Linked DNA regions of Gossypium hirsutum: region 2 is linked to region 1. Evidence: chromatin contacts called from public Hi-C data. All regions are on one chromosome and are shown on one strand. Each heading gives the region's core, a stretch centred on a gene start, on an enhancer-like site or on the middle of the called end of the contact. The rest is flanking DNA. Distances are from core to core; before and after follow the strand shown.

What was found. Hi-C and Micro-C count contacts between places; a contact is called where the count stands out from the background.
Region 2: a contact with region 1 is called in a Hi-C map of hypocotyl, with 2.1 times the contacts expected there. The contact joins two enhancer-like sites. A contact is called at or near these places in 2 of 34 Hi-C or Micro-C datasets (hypocotyl and leaf).

The regions. Positions count from the first base shown.
Region 1 is chrD12:29,218,769-29,221,468 of Gossypium_hirsutum_v2.1, reverse strand. No RefSeq gene overlaps it. Among protein-coding and RNA genes, the nearest start is that of LOC121224749, 36 kb to the left of the region's middle. Within about 2 kb of position 1,363, at least 3 of the 9 cell types and tissues checked have an H3K27ac peak or open chromatin away from gene starts, as enhancers often do. A contact at or near this core is called in hypocotyl and leaf, where this site is marked.
Region 2 is chrD12:29,360,619-29,363,318 of Gossypium_hirsutum_v2.1, reverse strand. No RefSeq gene overlaps it. Among protein-coding and RNA genes, the nearest start is that of LOC121224527, 17 kb to the left of the region's middle. Within about 2 kb of position 1,293, at least 8 of the 9 cell types and tissues checked have an H3K27ac peak or open chromatin away from gene starts, as enhancers often do. A contact at or near this core is called in hypocotyl and leaf, where this site is marked.

The DNA of each region.
Region 1 (2,700 bases), core at 114-2,613:
TTGATGTATTTGACTACAACAAGGCCAGGTATAACACATGATGTAAGGCTAGTGAAATTCATTTACAGATAGCAAAACATGTGATATGTTAAAGGCACTATTGATTTTGGCATTAAGTTTAGTCAACTTCAGAATTTCATTTTCCATGGATTCTCCGATAGTAATTAGGCTAGATGTGCTGATGATATGAGAAGTACTTTAGATTATCGTTTTAGTCTCGATTCAGGTGTTTTCTCGAGGTATTCAAAGAAGAAAGACGTAGTGGCTCAACCCACTATTGAGGCAGAGTACGTAGCTGTTGTTGCAACCATAAATCAAGCCTTATGGCTTAGGAAATTGCTAACATATTTAGATATGAAGCAAGAAGTGTGTATTGAGGTGTTTGTAGACAGCCAAGTTTCTATATCCCTTACAAATTATCCAGTTTTCATGGAAAAAGAAAGCATTTCAAAATAAAATTATATTTTCTTATGAAGGTTCAAAAGAAAGGAAAACTACAACTAGCTTATTGCAAAACTGAAAGTCAAATTGTAGATATTTTGACCATAACTCTTCCTATAACAAGATTTGAGTTTCTAAGAGAAAAGTTTCATGTTGCATCTTTCAAGTCAAAGGACAGATTGTTAACAGTTATGCCTAAGAAAATACTAGGAATCAATCAATGATATTCTTTTTAAATTTAAATTTGATTTTATGGTTTTTTTAAATTTTATTGTTATTTTTTGTTACAATTTGCTATATAAATTCAGCTTTTATCATTTAATAAAAATGTTTTCAGTGATAAAATATATAAAATATTCTTGTTTCTTGAATGTTTCTTTTTCACCAACAAAATTGCATTTTTTTTAATTATTACTAGGAAAATCTCTAAGCTCTTCAATCAAATAACATACAAATTAAAAAAGAAAAACAATAAGTTCAATTCTGTGATATCAATGGTTTCCACCATTGAATTTTCAGTTGATCCGAGGAAATCTTTTATGGGTTTTTGTCTTTAACGAGGATTAAGCTGAAAACAAGTATATAGCAAATATCCTCAGCATTTCTCAACTAAATAGTCAAACGCAGGGTCGACAAATGTGCAAAAGATGAAAACAAGTCCTTAAAAAAGGATAAAGAAAAAAAATCGAAACATCATGAGACAGGACCCAAGGGACGTTTACGTGTTGGGTGAAGTAAATATCAAGGATTTTCCCACAGATTTTCTTAGGAAAGTGATCTATGGCTGAGATCATGCTTGCTGGCCTTCATAGAATCTTGTTTTGGACAGCCACTAAAGAAAAAAAAATTATGGATCATTGTGCCCACCAAATTAAATAAATATTTTTTCTTGTTTCCGTAATTTATAGTAAGTTTGACACAGGATGAGGACGCCGCGTCAGTGGACACCATGACGTTACCATTTGCTCACGATTTCCCCAATTAGGTGCCGCATCAGATAAGTGGAAAAAGATTATGTAAGACATATATTTATTAAAATTTCACAAAAAATAAATGATATTTTGAATACAATAATAAATTATTTATTATGCAGAATGTTTTGGGTTCAAATATTAATTTGATTAATTTTTTATTAATTTATTATATATATAAAAGATTAAAACACACTCATAATAATATATCTTAATTTATATATATGTAAAAGTAATTTAGAAATTTCACAAATAAATTTGTTGACGATTGATATGTATCATTTATAACTATTTGATATATATATGTGTATCATTTATATATAAAATTTTAGTTTTGAGATAATAATAATACTTTAAAGGAAAAATAGTAGATAGGTTCTAATGATGAAAAGTGAATACTTAAGTAGCTTAATTTTCTTCTAAAAAGTAAGTTTAATTAATAATGGTGACAGTTATTGGAAGGTGGATAAAGTTAAGATTTTAATTTTTATTAAAGATTTAGATCATACAAATATTTTTATATTTTTCTAAAATTCATAAGCTTAAATTTTTAAAATTCAATTGATGTGATTTGATTTGTAACACCAAATTAATTAAAGAATTTATATATATACTAAAACTTCACACTGAGTGAAAAATAACATTTTGTATACAAATTTTATAGTTAAAAAATAATATTTCATATATATATTTATTTTGAGAATGATATTTTAGAAAAAAGAGCGGATAAGTGTTTTTAATGAAAAAAAAGTTATGTGGATAATATTGGATAAATTTTTTTAAGGGAGTAGATTAATTAAGAATAATGGGTAGCTAAGGAGTAGTAGATAATTGGTTGTTTTTATTTTATTTTATCAACTCTTAATAATGTAAAAATAATATTTGCATTTTTATTTAATTTTGGATAAGTGAAATCAATTAAAATGAATCAAAACGTGTTAAGTATAGTAGTAAGATACATTGTGCTCTTAATAAGAAAAAGCATGTTCCAACATTTGAGATGACATTGTTGGGAGAGGCAAGGGCGAATCTAGGGGGCAGATAAGGGCCCGGCCCCTTTAAAAATTTTAACCCTTTAATGTTTTTAAAATTTTAAATTAAAAGGTAAATTGCACTTTGGCCCCTATAAATGATAAAATTTTGATTTAATCTTTTAAAAATTATATTTTTACTATAATAAAAATTGCAATTTAATTTTGGCCTCCTAAAAAGTTTTCTGGCTTCGCCCTTGGGGAGAGGTAACCCTGAACCCCAAACCCCAAACATGTTCTATAAAATTGACATGAAA
Region 2 (2,700 bases), core at 44-2,543, 140 kb before region 1:
ATTTGTATCTAGTTGGTTCCTAACTTTTTGGATCTAATTAGTCGTTGAACTTGTATTCCGTCAATCAAGTTGGTTCCTCCACACTAACACCGTTAGTTTGTGATGATGCCATGATATTTCTAACCAATTTAGAGGACGACATATGGGAAACATAATTTATATATTTATATATATTTTTAGTTTATGTTTTCCATATGGTGCACTAAGAGGCTACCACGTGAGATCACCAGATTAGCTAGTTGTATCACGTTAGCACAACTAATAATGTTAGTACAAAAATATTAATATAGTTGATGAAATACAAGTTTAAGGACCAATTAGATAAAAAATATTTAGGGACCAACTACATAAAATGAACAAGTTCAAGAATCAAATTATATATTAACCCTTTAATTTATTATAAAATTAAACAGCGCTAAATATTTATTTTAATAATAAATATTCCAGCACACCAATCTCGGTTTAGCTGAATTCAAAACAAGCAGTAAACCCCAACGATATTCGGTTTTGATAGACATAGATAGGTTGAGACTTGAGAATTTTTCTCTGATGGATGGACCGCTTACGCTTGATTCAACTCTAGGGTTTTTGACTGGATGTTGTTCTAGTGCAAAATAACAGTGATTGAAGGGTAATCTATGAAGTGATAAAATGCTACACCTATGGCTAAAGCTAGTTTACAGATGATGACAGAGTTTAGCCATTCGTAGGGAATGATCCTGTACCTGATGGAACGTAATATCGAATCAAGTGAATGTGAGTGGTGTCTAACTCTGATTGGCCTCAACATATCGTATCTGAATGGTGTCTGATGTTACCATTTTCTTAACTATGTTATATGTTCAACATGATGTCCAAAATTTCTGGTTCACGTAGAGATAGGGTCGTCCAACGAATTCAAGGAGCCATCAATTGACTGATTGGGTTGTTTAATTACTGCCATCATTCTGGGATGCAAATGAAGTTTCAATTTCAAAAGCTAATCCTAGCTCAGAGTCCTCCCAATCTAGAACCTCTGGGATTCTGATTGTTCTTAAAGAGGGGAATACTTGTACTGAGTTTGCAACTTTCAAAGTGTGTATAGGAAAGAAGGCTGTAAAAGGAAATAAGATGAATAGATGCAAAGATGAGGAAAACCTAGAACTATCACCCCTCATATGTCTATAACTTTCATATCCAACCGAGTCGACTTAATTGAACATATGCATACAAACATTTGGGTTTAGCTTGTATACGAGAAGAGAGCAAGCCAAAGTCCTTTCAAGTACCAGACAGCTTGGGTTCTACCAGGAAAATGGTCGGTCCTAAAAAACACGTTCTTCTTTTTATCTGTCAAATGTGAGGTACGGTCCCAGTAGGGGACCAAGGTTCTCATAATTCCACTGGCAGAAGCACCCGGCTCATCTCCAGAACTCTTCTTCGTCCATTGAAATAATTGGCCTATGCCACGTTGCCATCTATCAAATGCACCGTAATCAACGGGTTTCTAAGATGATCCTGCTAAGGAAAATAAACAACCAGAAAAGAGAAATTAGACACCTTCTCTCTGGTCTAAAATCTCATGTTAGCACTCAAATTGGGACAATTGCTAATGTGAAAAACGCTAAAGACAACATAATATATGGAGTTTCTGAAAAAAAAAAGAGCAAAGCAAGTGGCGAAGCCAAGTGGGGCTAGCAGTGCTCAGCCCCTAAAATAAAAATTATTTTTTCATTTATATTTTTATAATTTATAAATTTTTAAATTAGTAATAATATTATTATATTTTTACTCTTAAAAAATAATAAAAATTTATTTAATCTTTTAAAAATTATAAAAATATAAATTATTAAAACGATAAAATTATACTTTTACTCTTGTAAAAATATATAATTTAATTTTAAATCCGGAAAAATCGACAATTGCTATTGAAAGTCGACAATGATCTCTTGAAAGTTGAAAATCGGCAGCCCATTATAGGTAACCATCTCAGTCTGGGTGGCGAAGAACACTAATAGGTGACCATATCTGGTTTAACCATTGATGTTTTAGAATAAAACAAGTTGCAGCTTAAACTGGTGCTCTAAACATTCTAAAAACATGGTCTGATCTTCATCACCTAAATTCTTCCGAGTTTGTAATCTTTAAATATAATCCATTTGAATGCACCGTTTCAACTCTAAAAATCCTCCCTTCCTTGGCCATTTGCAGCAGCTGGTTGTGAAAGGAATATTCATGTTTTAATGTCTTCTTTCAGTGTGTGTAAGAACCATCAATTTTGCCCACCATATTTGGCCATGGTTCAGTCCAAAGTTCTAGGCTTTGGTTTAGCTGAAGGTAGGAAAAAAGTTGGTATGTGAGATAATAAGGAAACTCATGAGCCATGGAAGTTGCCGACGTTATTTAATATTCATTATCAGATGATTGATTGACATCCATGACTGTAGCAGCGATAGTGATACTGGACCATAGGAATTGATTGAACTTTGACAGGTTACTAAAATAAAATGAAAGAAGCTTAGTGTGAGGTCCACACTAATCCGGAAAGTATTGCTAACTTTAACCTATTGAATCTGAGGGCTAATTTAGTGCTGTTTTTGAAACTTGTGAAAAAAATACTTTTAAAATTTTTTCTTTAAACTTTAATTATAGGTTGTGTTATGTTAACTAAACAAATTTTAAAAAGATAGATATTACTATATATTAAGGTGTTTGGTTGTT